Linked DNA regions of Mus musculus: region 1 is linked to region 2. Evidence: chromatin contacts called from public HiChIP or PLAC-seq data. All regions are on one chromosome and are shown on one strand. Each heading gives the region's core, a stretch centred on a gene start, on an enhancer-like site or on the middle of the called end of the contact. The rest is flanking DNA. Distances are from core to core; before and after follow the strand shown.

Evidence for each region. HiChIP or PLAC-seq counts read pairs in DNA pulled down with a chosen protein or histone mark.
Region 1: a contact with region 2 is called in an H3K4me3 HiChIP or PLAC-seq map of the 230-238 cell line, with 11 read pairs. The contact joins the enhancer-like site here to the promoter of Serpinb9d in region 2. A contact is called at or near these places in 2 of 15 datasets of contacts at CTCF or cohesin (large pre-B cells and pro-B cells), 1 of 484 Hi-C or Micro-C datasets (nephron progenitors), 2 of 115 datasets of contacts at active chromatin or transcription factors (the 230-238 cell line and large pre-B cells) and 1 of 9 other capture datasets (liver).

What each region holds. Positions count from the first base shown.
Region 1 is chr13:33,558,311-33,565,762 of GRCm38.p6, reverse strand. Gm6093 (predicted gene 6093) reads left to right here. Exons shown (of 3, transcript NR_131141.1): 2 at 480-528; 3 at 1,360-3,277. Among named protein-coding and RNA genes, the nearest start is that of Gm6093, 7.3 kb to the left of the region's middle. Within about 2 kb of position 5,747, at least 35 of the 459 cell types and tissues checked have an H3K27ac peak or open chromatin away from gene starts, as enhancers often do. A contact at or near this core is called in the 230-238 cell line, where this site is marked.
Region 2 is chr13:33,190,474-33,197,441 of GRCm38.p6, reverse strand. Serpinb9d (serine (or cysteine) peptidase inhibitor, clade B, member 9d) reads right to left here and starts at 4,487. Exons shown (of 7, transcript NM_011460.3): 1 at 4,423-4,487; 2 at 2,702-2,879; 3 at 1,454-1,594; 4 at 883-1,000. The coding sequence starts at 2,869.

The sequences.
Region 1 (7,452 bases), core at 4,498-6,997, 370 kb before region 2:
ACCCCCCCCAAGAGTGGGTCAGAGGCTTAAATGCCTACCCGGGGATAAGTGGAAAGTGTATGGCACCCCTTCCATACCTGACTGACAAGAGAATAGGTAAAATTCTGGCGGGGTGTGGGACTTCCCTTCCCCCTCTTCCCCAGGGCACACTTTTTGAGTTCCCAACAAGTGGTAGCAGAGGATAGTTACCCCATACACAGGAGACAGAACCAACTGAAGAACACGTCATACAGAGATACACATCGGATCTCCAAGTTTCCCAAGAGACCATGACTAATCTAGTTCAAAAACTAGGCTTTTTACTTTCTCTCTCTCTCTCCAGAGTGTTCCTGGCAAGCTTCCTCTCTCTCTCTCTCTCTCTCTCTCTCTCTCTCTCTCTCTCTTAGGTTTCAGCTATAAGAAGCTGGTTTTTCCCAGCTCTGTAGCCCCTCACCCCTAGCCATGGCAGTAATTGATCTGAGCTCTGTTTTTCTCAGCAGGCTGGCGTGAGGTTCCCTTCCAGGCATCTGTTACAGGTTTCAGCTGCAAGTAAGTTGGTTTTCCAACTCTATAGCCCCTCCCCACTTACTCTCGGCTTTGGTGTGTATGTACAGCCCAGCTAAACTCTATCTCCTCTGAACTCTGCTCCTCTGAATTCTGCCGCACCCTCCCCACCACAGCCCCACATGAGAGTGCGGCCCACGCTGAAATTTGGGCCCTTCCCTGCGCAGTGGAGTCCCAAAATGGGCCGTGGGCCTGCGGACAAAGGAACAAAGATTGGGTGGGCTTTGGGCTATGGACAGAAGTGGGCAATGGGTGAGTGGGGCAAAAGAGCCAAGGCAAGCCCTGTGTGGGATGGCAAAGGGATGAGCTGCCACTGCGGTGGCCAGACAGCAACTTTGGCTAAAAAGGCTTTCACTTAACCCTTTACTTTCTGCTTTCCTAGAAATAAAAAACTTAGGGGGATGTACCCCTCCCTCCATACAGATAAGCCCATGAAAACTGCATTGAAGCTGAGCCTCCAACACACAGCAATACCTGAATCATGCTTTTCAACCCCAATTTTTTTTTGCTTCTTTTTCTAAATGCTTTTTTTTTCTCTAGTATTCATGATATATGTCCAAAAATTCTCTCAACTTGTTTAAGATTTCCTTTAAGGTTCAAAAATCATCTGATCCTTATCTAATAACTGGTTTTCTTTTACAGAACTGTTAACTGTCTACCCCGGTCACACAATTTACATGATATTTTCTTCCTCAGCCATCCACAATGGACTGTGATGTGCTCCTAAGCAAACCATTGCAGGCATAACTTTTGCTGTCCACCCTATGTAGATATCCTCTGCTGGTGTTCTGCTCCTTTGTTATAATTACTTTACAGGTCTGTCTCCACATGGGACCTGCTGCCACAGATCCATCTGAGACAGCGCCATCTCCTGCGACCTACAGACAAAAAAGCTGCCTTCCTCCAAAAATCTCATCTGACTGAGGACTCCCAAGACAAGTGCTAAACCACAGAAGACAGACTTGGGACCTTCCAGCTAGAGATGGACTCATTTGCCAAAGCCAAATGGCTGCTGAACTTTGGGGAAAGTTACATGATAGTGAGGAAAACATAATGTCTATCTAGATTAATTAATTGATGTTCAAAATGGATGCTATCGCCCTCAATTTGTACTACCCATGGAACAAATAATTGGTTGTACAATCTCTTGCCTTCTCAACCCTCAACTCTCAACTCTTAACCCTTAACCCTTTTTACTACTCTGGCTTTGTTCTTACTTCTCCAGGCTATACATTTTTTTCTGATACTTCCATCCACTCTAAATTTTCACCACTGACACAGTCACATCAGTGACACCCACCCCTTTTTTTCTTATAAAAACAGAGGGGGAGTTGTGGGGAATTGGGGTATGCACAGACAGGCTGGTCTCCAGTCGAGCTGAGGTCAGAACCCCGAAGGGTAATAATTCACCTACATGACACGGTAGGCGTTCCCTCATGCTCCTGGAACTCTGGCTCCTGCCTAAGTTGGTGTGGCCCACAGCCCCCACAAGAGAAGCATGGCTAGAAGTCACATAGGCAACGTTCCAAGCTTCTGACCTTCAGGCTAAACTCCTCTCCAGTTACCTAGCAACAGTAAAGACCATAAAAGGGCTGTTCAGCACCACCTCACTCTCTTACTTCTCACTTTCTTACTTCTTACCCCTCACAATCACCCCCTTTCTCCTCTCTCTTTTGCTACACCCACTCCAAAGAACTCTGCTTGACAAGCAAAAAGGCCTGAAGGCAGTCATGAGGCAAACAGTTTCAAGGAAACTATGCCTCCTAGAACCTTGGCATTCCAATAGCCTGTATACACAAACCCTGTCCCCTTGTTAGTCTGGTGTATGGATACACATGCTCTCTTTCAGTATTGTTTTATTATAAGTGCCTTTAAGGATTGATTCTTGACATATAGCTAAGCCTCCACTAGTGTTCCAATGGTTCCTAGAAAATCCTTGAAGTCAAAGGTGAGCTTGAGGAGCAGTAAGAATGTTACCTATTCAGTAACATTCGAATTCACTTCTAGTAGAAACCCTGAAAATAATCAAGCATTACAAAGAACAGATCTAGAAAAGCTCAGGGCTAATCTGCATAGTGATTACTTAGGACAATAGCTGAGTTGCACCCAAACACAGGAATACACAATGTCCTAGCAAATAGGTGGTTTGTCCATGAAAGATTTAGTGGAAGGGCATTCCCCTGGTACAGGTTTCTTCACTAGGCCCAGTGGAATAGCATAATCAGGAATTTACTAAAGAACCCCTGATGGTGGGTTTAACAATAGACTAGCATTGCATCAGAGCATTCACCTGGCACCATTTTAAGTGGTAAATGTGGCCTGGTTCCCTCCATCTTTTGATGTATGCATTCCTTTTGTTTTGTGTCACTGTAACTTGGCAGATGTGTTCTCCTGGTTGTTTGTTTGTTTGTTTGTTTGTTTGTTTGTTTTTCTTCTGTATAAAAAAGCCTGGTGTTCGTTTGGACATTACATTCAGACCCAACACATTCTCTCCTGTCTGCCTCTGTCTGTACCCCATTCTCACCGACTCTATGCCCATCTGTCCAAGACACTGATTCCCATGGATTGAGGGGGGCTGACTGAGCCCGGTCCATGACACTCTTTGTCTTCTCTCCTCTCTCCTCTCTCTTTGTCCTCTCCTCCCTCCCTCTTACTCTCTTTCTCTCTAACCTTCCCCCTCTCTCTTCTACCTTCTCTCTTTCTCCCTGCCTTTCTATAATAAAGCTCTAAAACCATAGAATGTCTCTGCTCATCAAGACCCACTGAGCTTGGAGGATGAGATAGGCTTTCTCCTAATGAGCCGTTTCTAATCTCTTGATGGAAGGCCTTCCTGTGCTCCAGTCAAGATCCGCTGCACTCACTCTTGCTGGTGTTGGGAACCTTACTTCCCTCATTCCTCTTTCCCATAACCCCAGTGGCTTTAGCTAGGGCTCCCAGTAGGGCTGCCCTTTTGCCACCCCGAAGAGTGGGTCAGAGGCTTAAATGCTCACCCGGGGATGAGTGGTAAGTGTATAGCAGCCCTTCCATGCCTGACTGATGAGAGAATAGGTAAAACTCTGACGGGGTCCTTCCCCCTCTTCCCCAGGGCCCCCTATTTTAGTTCCCAGCACATACTTATCAAAATAAATTAGACCTTGTGGCTACAGATGGCCTGCTTGTCTGTGCATAGTAGCTGTTGTGATGTTACTGGTCAAGAACACAGATAAATTGACTCTAGGACAGAATTTGGTAATTCTGTGAGAATTCTAGAGAGCATGGTTCACTAGCCCCCTGACTGATGACTGACTAACGCTCACATGACTCATTACCAGACTCTATTGCTTAACTCTGAAAGAGTCACTTCTCCCTGACCCTCGCATGTCTAAATTCAGTTACCATGCTCACAGAACGAGACATAGAGTCTCCTGTACATGACTGTCAGCAAATTCTTGCTGAGGCACATAGGTGACATGAAGATCTACAGACAAGCCACTAGAGGGCACAGATGTTACCTGGTTAACAGATGTGAACAGCTATCTAGAAAAAGAAATGAGACATGCTGGAGCAGTTGTGGTAGACAGACACCAAGTTATCTGGACAAAGGTCCTGCTAGAGGACACATTAGCCCAAAAGGCAAAACTGATCGTCCACACTAAGGTCCTGGAAATAAGAAAAGAAAAAAGACTCAATGTCTACATGGATAGCAAGTATGCTTTGGCCACAGCCCATGTCCATAGGGCCATATATCAACAGAGGGGTCTACTGAGAACTGGAGGAAAAGAAATTAAGAACAATGAGAAAATACCAGCTCTCCTGAGGGACCTCCATGACCCTGCCAAGGTAAACATCATCCACTGTCCTAGTCACCATTAGACAGATACCATGAAAGCAAGGGACGACAACATGGCAGACCAAGAATTGTTGCAGCCATGACCCTGCTGGTGCTCCTGGCAACAGAGCCCAAGTTTGCCTATACAGCAGAGGATTTAACCCTCATTTCCAAAGATTATAGTTACCAGTTCAACAAAAATAAGAGACTGTGGTATACCTCCAGGGGAAAGAAAATTCTGCCATAAAGACAAGCAGAGTCTATGCTCAAAAAGATGCACTTAGGGATAAGCAAGCTCATCCAGACATTCTCCAAGACTAAGTACCATGTATGAGGTTTAAAACACCTTGTGGAGCAGGTGTTGCACAAGTGTGTGCCCTGCTAAAATGTCAATGTCTGCCACATTACAGTGGATCCAGGGAAAAGGTACCGGGGAGACAAACCTGGCATCTATGGCAAGTAGACTTTACCAACGAAAATATGGGTATAAATACCTTCTTGCCTTTGTGAATATGATCTCGAGATGCATAGAAGCTTTTCACTGTAAAAATGAGACTGCTCAGATAGTCGTCAAGAAAATTATTGAAAAAAATTTCCAAGTTTCAGAATGCCAAAAGCAATAGGGTCAGATAATGGCCTTGCCTTTGTTGCCCAAGTAAGTCAGGGGGTGGTCAAGTATTACAGGTCAAATGGGAATTACATTGTATGTACAGACCTCAGAATTCAGGTCAGGTAGAAAGGATGAATAGAACCCTAAAAGAGACCTTGACAAATTAACCATGGAGACTGGCACAGACTGGGTGGTGTTCCTCCCCCCTGCCCTATTTAGAACCAGAAATATTTCCTCTCAATTCAGTCTTACTCCTTTTGAGATCCTTTATGAAGCTCCCACACCCCTCACTGTCTTGATTGAACCCACATGTTGTTATAATAATGATCTGTATGCTAAGTTAAAAGGCTTACATGTAGTAAAGAAGAAAGTCTGGTCACAACTGGCTACAGCGAATGAGCCTGGTACCTCAAAAACATCTCACCAGTTCCAGCTCAGGGATCCAATCTATGTGCACCTGCATCATGCCCAGACCCTTGAGCATTGCTGGAAGGATCCCTGCCTAGTGCAGTTTACTACCCCATCTTATCCTGTTTCTGTTCTTAATCTTTGGCCCATGCATCCTTAATTTATTAAATACAATACAAGTTTTGATGCTTAGACAGCAATATCAGCAGCTCCAACAAAGTGAACAAAGTGATACATCATTTCAGGATTAAAATGTAATAGAGGAAAATGGGGGAATGTAGAATCCAAAATAAATTCAAGACCACCTAGCTCCTTCCCCTTCTGAAGGGACTTTCAGAAATGTAGAGGTCAAAGTGACTAAGTCTGCAGCTGCCATAACAAAATAGCAGTTCCCAGAAAAATTCCCCTACTCTGCCCCTTACTGAGTTCTGAGAAAAACCACAAACCACCCTGATCTTGCTAGAAATCCCTCTGATGTTAATAGCTGTGATGTTAATAGCTGACCCATAAGTTCAAAATGTGCTGCTGCTTTGCTGATAACCCACCATAAGGGCAGCCAGAATGAGTCACTAGGCCAAAGGTAGTCACTATGCAAACCAACCAATGCCTGAAAGGGTTACTTGCTATACCAATGAGAATAATCCAGCTAGCCCTGTTGCCTAATTCTGCCCCTTACAAGGTATAAAAAGTGTATTTTTTCTTTGTTCAGGGTTTCTCCACTTGCCTGCATGCTAAGGGGGTTCCCCAAAGCATTGGATCAATAAAAATCTTCTTGCGGATTGAAGCAATGGCGTTCTCTGTGGTCTTTGTGAGTGAAAGTATTTTGATGGACTCCAACAGTGTGTTCCTTTTGGTTCTTGTGACTGACTTGTTTTGATCAAAGGTTTGTGAGTTCAATACATTATGCTTATTTTTGCTTTCAAAATGTTTACTATTGTATTTTATCATGTCTTTTTCCTGCCATGTCTACAATGCCTTAATAAAATAAATAATACTTTAAAAGTTGCCACTTAGCATTCCATGTTATCTTATGTGATAAATATGTTAATTCACTTGGAAAAATTATCAATTGAAAGATATGCATAAAAGATCCTGAATAAAATTTTGTATACTATATAAAGACATAAAGCAATATAACAAAATTGAACCATAAAATCTGTAGTTACTTTGTAAGATTAATAGTTTTTGAATGGTGTTTAGTTACTTGTGATATTATGTACAAGTAAGTTCAAGTGCCTACAGAGAGCTCCCCCTATTGGTAGTTGTTAGCTGCCTGATGTTGGTGCTGGGAACCAAATTTATGTCCTCTACAGGAACACTATGTGATTTTAACCACTGAACTCTTGTCTCTGGGCACGGGCCATGCCAGACGCATATTGACTATCACTGTAGATGTTAGCAATCTTTCCTTTGCCAATATTTGGAATAGGGTCAAAGCAATTAGTTCAACTTTTTGAGCCAAGGTCCCACGTGACAGGGCTGAGATCTATGTTATAGTGTAAAAAGCTACCACAACTGTGCCTGCATACCTGATTTTGCCTGTCTCAGTTATGGTTTCCTTTGCTGTGAAGGGACAGGAGGACCAAATAAGCTCTTATAAAATTTAACATTTTGGGAGCTCACATACAGGTTCAGAAGTTCAGTCCATTGTCATCATGGCTGGAACGTTGTGGAATCTAGGTAGATGTTGGCCTGGAGGAGCTGAAAGTTCTCCATGTAGATCCAAAGGTAGACAAGAGAAAACTGGCTTCCAGGCAGCTAAGAAGAAGGTCTGTCAAAGCCCATCCTCATGGAGACATAATTCCTACAACAAGGCCACTCCTCCAAATAGTGCTACTTCCTGGACTTGTAGGGGAGGAGCTGATACTAAAATCTGATTCCTTAATTGGTGAATGATTATATCAATAAAAATGGCAGAAGCCAATTGCTGGGTGAAGGGAAAGGTGGGATGTCCAGGCCCCAGGAGGAGGAGAAGGGACACAGGGAAAGAGGCTAGGCTTTGGAAGGAGGGACATGAACATATAGAGTCTCAGGCCACTCAGGCAGGCTCTGATGAGGGTCGGGGCTGTAGAGGTTTTCAGGA
Region 2 (6,968 bases), core at 3,238-5,737:
AACCTGGTTTGTTAACATAACTGCACCTGCCACTTTTAGCTGACACTGGAACCCAATAGTTTTGGCCATCATTTGATCTCAAGAGGACATAAAATCCAATATGAAACAGAAAATAATTAATGAATGCAAGAAAAATTCTAATTTTAAATCTGTCTTAGAAGAAATATGAATGTACCAGGTGATGCAGAGGCATTTGTAAAGTTCAAATAACAGTGATCTCAATGACTCAAATACCAATTTTGGAACCTGTCACATCTGACATCTAAACATGTAAGGTTCAACCCCAAATTGAAGGCTCTTTTAGTTTAATGAAACTGAGCAATTCTGACAGAGTATCATTCATGGAAATCAAATCTAGTATCATAAAATGTAAGTAAGGGGCTAGATCTAGGAACTGTGGAAGCAGAAACAGGAGTTCTCTGCAGAGGTAAAGATGGTGAGAGCTGAGACAACACATAATCTAGTAAGAAGCAGCCCCAGGGCATGATTATGGTGAAACTCTACCCATGAATCACAGTCTCCGGAATGTTAGAATCACATGTCAAAACACTGCAGATCACCCATGCCTTCAAAGGTAAAATGTTATACTGATAATTAGACCCATGGCTTCTCATGACATTTACATCATTCCCTCTGTAGTACTTGACATACACAAACAATCTCTGGTTTTAAAATGAAAGGGTCTGAGGTGAAGCTCCATGAATTCCTTGATCTCTAAACTGAACCATGTGGTCTGGCTAGTTTGCATCAATTTCACTGTGAAAAACTGTGAGATCAGACCATGGTGGGGAGAAGGGAAAGTAAAGAGGAGGGAAGGAAGAAGACAGAAGGATGCATAGAAAGGACAAGAATGTGCGATGTGAAGGAACTTGATCTTCTTACCATTAGTCTGTTTGGAGACCCACATGTTTATGTGTTGCCTGGACTCCTCGGCAGCTTCGGCAAAAGAGAGCTGCTCCATCTCAGAGTGATAGAATTTAAGACAGGACTCCTTAAATGTCTTTGGAGAGAAAATATTCAGGGAGGTGACTTTGCAAAATAAAATGTCAGCAAGCTTTTCCACCTTCTGATTAGCATGGAATTAATAAAATTGAATGAGTATAGATATCACTTTATACAACAAAAATCATCAGGTACTAGGCCTTTGCAAATGGGAATTATGAGACATAAATAAAACTGCAAGTTGTCAAATTTGAAAATTTTAAAGACATCTTAACATAGCTACTGTCTTTGATGAACCTTAGGTTGGCAAGTCTTACTATGTGGCTTAGGTTGGAGCATAACTCATGACTCTGTCCTTTCCCAGCCTTTGAAATGCAGGTTTTATATATGTATACCTACACAGTGGCTAGTACTTAATTCTACTTTTATCAGTTTCTATAGGGTCCTTTCCCTTGAATATAAAGCAGCAAGCACTTGGGATATAAGTTATCTTTCCACTGGTACAACTTACTGGAAGTAATTCACAAGTATTTTCTACAAAGAGCCTGTTGGCCATAGTAAGGCAGTACTTTTGGTTGTTTGGCTTGTTCAGGTTATGGAGAAGCAACTGGAAGCCCTGATGGACATCTTCATCTGGGTTTAAATGAAGTGCCTAAGAAGGAAAAGATGAAGCATTTTTCAGACCAGAGATGAATCTTTTAGTTGCAAAAGGAATTTTCAAGATCACTCAGGCTGCCAAGTAACTGGGGTTCTGATGCAAGGCAGGTTGGTGTTGAAAAATTAAAAGTAGGAATTGACCTACCATCCCAGTGATAATTACAAATCCATTCATCTAAAAACAAGATAGATTGCAGCAACCAATTTTAAAATAATTTCAACTCCCTTTTTGCCCATTGCAGTTCTTGTGGCAGACCAACATTCTCAAACATTTTAGGGAAGAACTCTGCCACTCAGCTATGATCACAACCTCCTTTCTCCATCTTTAAAACAAAATAAAACAATAAAACACCAAAAGATCTTTCTATTTAAACCTAAGTTGCGCAGACTAGCCTTGGACTTGGCACCTTTCTAACTCAAATTCCTTAATAGTTGGGTTTAAATGCCTCTGCTACCAGACCCAGCATAAACTATTGAGGCAAATTTTTCTAAATGAATTCTGGATGAAATATTTAGAGTTTCCTTCAAGTTATTACTTGAGAAAACTCATTGCTTTTAAAAGAATGTTACTGGAGGAGATTCAGTCTTTCTTCCTCTTTATCCCAGGCTACCTCAAATAGTTTGTGGATATTCCTATGCCAGAGTTCAGGATTAGCTACACAAACAACTCAGACAAAAATCTCAATTGGATTTTGGTTTATTGAACACACATTCCAAGACCTATTAACTATGGATGCAGGGGACAAAGCCAAGCTGCAATCCTAGACAGTTATCAGGACCAGTTTTTGCATTCGAAAAAACAACAAAATTTGCATAGGCTATCTAGATAAACAGTGTTGTCTTACTTTTAATCTGATTGGGTGGGTCTAGAGACAAGTAGCCTAGGGATTTTCCACCTTCTCAGAGGCTTTTGAACAAAGAACAGCATGAAATTTTAATCAGAGCAAGGAAGAGCTCAAGTTAAATTCAAAAGCTTCAAAATGAAGGATGAGTCAATATAGCACAACCAGTGTCAATTTTAACATTAAAAATTTAACTCCTACTGATCCTTCTCAGCAGCTCTTGTGCATGTGACATGGGTATGGTTTCACAGGTTACTTACCTGACATATCTGGGTTACAGTGTTTCCCTTTGCACCCAAGAGAACCATAGCTAGGGCAGAGGAGATGCTCATAGGAGAAAAACACACATTTTCTGAAGGGTTGTCTTGACAGAGCACCTTCAAAAGATGGATGGCAAAGGTGCCATTGGCTTGAGACAGAGTATTCATGATGCAGTGTCTGGAGGTAAAGAAAAAAAGGAACTGAACACAGAACTGAAATTTCATTGTTCTGATGAAGGGAAATATGGGACTCTACTCCTGGTTTTCATTTCAAAGGTCATAACTGCTTTAAGGAGGATTTGCAAAATTCATTCTATGTTATAGTCCTTTGAATGTTAAGGTTATTAGGTAAGTTGATCATAGCAGGAACACAAAATAGCTTCTGTGTCATCTGCATAGATAGACGGAAAGATCATCAGGAATGCATACACAGAAGCTGCAAGGCAGGCTCTAGTTTCAGTCCATAAAGACTAGTTAATCTCTTCTGAAAAAGTTTGCTTTGAGGATAAAGAGAAAAGGAAAAAAATGAGAAATTAAGAGAATGGAACAGTCATGAGGATCTAGCCCCTCTAGCCTGGCTTCCACAATTCTGTATCTTGGAGTAGGTCTGTGAAGAATCCTTCTGAGATATCCATGCATGCACTAGATAGTGTCCTCCACAGCTGTCAGCTTCTACAGAATGTTGAGTGAGACCCAAAGTCAAGCTGGTCTTATCTACTCTGTTGTACAGCAGGGCACAGTCCCCTACAATGGCTGCTCAGGGACCTTGCATCAGCCAAATTCACCCAGGATGCTTTTCTCTGAAGATCCCTCACCTCCCAGAGGAAAGGACAGTTGGTCTCAGACTAAGTGACTGCTCCTGACACCTTAACCCAATTCTGAGTCATGTGCATTCCATGGCTGTGCTGTCACTGTCACATGAAGATTGAACTCTGGAAGTGTGTTCCACTGTTTTTTCTACTTTGCTAAAATACAGATCAAAAGCCCAGGGAGCCTCAGAAAACCCCAAGACATACTTCTTTCCATTCTTCAGACAGAAGGATAAAAGATCCTCAGAGTATAGCTAGATCCTTGGAGTTTTCTCATGAGTGTCTCCCAAGGTTTTGGGAAGAATATTCTGGCTGCTTTATTTCAGTGACTTACCCTGTGGTTGGGCATCTTATGTGATATCACCTTACCACACTGTTTGTTGTCTCCGCCATCCTCAAGAGTTCTGCCATGGAATGGAAGATGTCTGGCATACCACTTAAAATCAGGATAAGAATGGGGATTGGTGGCTCAGACATCATTGGGTGAGTAATTTTAAAATGAGGTTGAAGAGGTGGAGCAGAGCTTAAATGGGCTAGAGTTTGCTCAAGTTTAAAGAACACAAAAGCAAGAGATTTTTCAGATGCTTGAGTAGAGGGTAGAGGTAGTTAAATGGGCTCGGCGGTAGGAATAAGAGACTAAAAAGGTCAGATGACATTGGGAGAAGACCACTGAAATATTTCAGTACCTAATCTTGACATGCATCTGGACTCCAACCCTTAGACAAGCCTCATTGTCAGTCTGTACTGGAGTGTGTAGAACAAACACTTCTGTGAATAACCACCAGATCAATCTCCAAGTTGTCTCTTTTCCTAATGTTCACATCCACAGTTCCATCTCCTGTACTCAGGCTAAACCTTCGAAATCAGTCCTTTAAGGGTCCTATTGTCCTGGGTTTAGCAAGGTTACCTTACCTCCAATATTTGTGGTCTCACGGTGCAGTGTTCAACGGTCTCTGACCCTGGAGTGCTCTGTGGCTGCTTACCCTGCTCAGTTCCTCCCTTTATTCACTGCATGGTGGGAAACGTCATGCTCACGGCTGCAGGCTAGTGGTAGAGGGGGGTGGCCTGGCCTCATGAAGCTATGGCCTCTGCAGGGTAGGGATGACTGGGGGTTGGGGAATAAATACTTCAGCCCTGGAGGAGGTAAGACTAATAGGATCCTTGGTTCTCTGTCGAACAAGGAATCAAGGTAGAAGGTCAACATGATGTCAGAACACCTGTGGGTCCATCTATGTAAGGCATTAAGTTGTGACAGTGTTTGCTCCAGGTGTCCTGTCATGTGAACACTAACCCAAACCCATGGGCAGAATCCTGCTGTTAATTTCCAAAAGAATTTTCCAATTGCTGGGTATAGACTGCTATATTAGAGGACTCTTCCTTGCAAAAGGCCAGAAAAAGACACTGAGGCACATTAATACAAGACATTGTACCCTCTATCCCTAGATAAGATATACTGTATTCACATATCTCAAAATGAAAATACCTCCTAGAATTCTGCATCATATGTGCCTCCCATTCTTTAATTGTTTTAAAATGAAAATAATTAAGTTCATGTGTCGGAGTGTTTTGTCTGCCTTGTGTGTCTGTGTATTATGTGCATTCCTGTTACACTCAGAAGCCACAATCCAACATGAGATTTCTGGCCCAGTAGTGTTAGATCTTGGGTCTTTCTTTCCACTTCCACATGCTGGTGATAGCTTAGGAACTCTGTCCCAGGATAGAGGCACATTTATATCAGTAAACCTTGTTCTCAACATACCAATTTGTCCTTCACAGAATAAATTCCTTGGTTTTGACTATACTTACAAAGGAATATGACAGTCATTATCATGAAATTCTTGATGTATATGTTTACTGCCCATTATCAATATCCATCCTTTACATCCACCCTCCTTGCCTATCAACCACAGATCCATTTTCTCTTTGTTTTTCCAAGTCATGAGCAATGCTTGAATGGAATACTTTGTCATATATTTGGTGTTCTGTTACTAATATAATGTTTCCAAGGCTCATGCTTATTATTTCCTCATGTCAGAGACATGGGCATGGGCCACATTCATGCTATCCTGTGCCACCTTCAGTGGATTTAATTCTCAGATAATTTAAGTCTTGTTAATTCACAATTGTTAAAATTGCCATGAAAGGAATTCCAGGAGGAGCCTGTATGAAGTAGAATTGGATTTATGAAGAACCAAACACATATATATTTAAACACAACAATCCATGAGGGGACACCCAGCAGGAAATATGAGGATGAGGCAAACCTAAGTGTAGTGGGGTCTCAAGGGAGAGCATGGCCTCAGTGTCTCAACAGCAGCTTCACTTGTGGTTTTCTTGACTCTCAATAATGACATCTTACAGAGTTGCTCCAATAATCCTCATTATTCATTATATTATTCATTATATTTAACAGAGATCCATTATTATTACTTAGTTACTTAAAGACAAGCATTTAAAAATTACAATGGATGAAGTTGTATGAATCTAAGACAAAAAAGCAGTACTTCAACAATGAAAAATGTCTTGTTGGGCAACAGGAACATTATGAAATTCTTTACAAACACAGGGAAGTTCTCCCTGTCTATAGGATCACTCTTTTCATTCTATCTGAAAATATCAAGGTTTCAGTTTGTTGGTCCTGACAGGTTACTCAATTTCAGGCTATATGTGGTGCATTCATGCATAAAGAAAAGCTTTCCACTCCACATGCAATCTTTGGAAGTCATGGGTGGCAAGCTTTCCCCCCATCTTTTCCTTCCTGAAGCTTTGCTGGTATACACTTTGGGCTTCTCCGGGGTGCTCATCTTCTGCTGCTTGACTGCAGGTTCACAGAATGCACTACTTACAACACTTATCCTCCAACTCCCAACCCAGCAGTGATTAAGAGAAATAAAAATTTGCTTGTAACTTTCTTGCTTCTCTTGTTTGAAGAAAGGTTTGGTTTCCTTACACACAGCATCTGCTTTCACAGTCACCCTCCATTATCCACTAAGAGAAGGGGATTTCAACTTCCTGTCCCTTTATGTTTCTGTGTTTTCTCTGCTTTGCCTACCAACCTATCTGATCATCTCCTATCTTAACATGTGTTTTGGGGGTCAATTTTTACTTTGGTCCCACATCACTATAGAAGCTGGGACATAGTTATTTCCTCTTTGTCCTTGTGTCCTCTGACATCGTATTGCCTTTCTGCACTACTTCTTTTCCCTCACCCCTCCCCCATCCAAAGTCTTCCTTGTCATCCTTTACTTCTACTGGGCAGAGTCCAGGTTTTACTCTTCTGAGCTAGTGCCAGGAGCCATGGCCTCAGCCATGGCCTTGTGGATATTTTCTAGCTTACATAAACAATCCTGAGAGAACATTCATGGTCATAACAGTAAGAATGTTTGTTGGTAAAGAGGACACTATGATCATATATTATATTGCCACTCCTGAATAATGTTTTTAGGAGCTTGATCAGG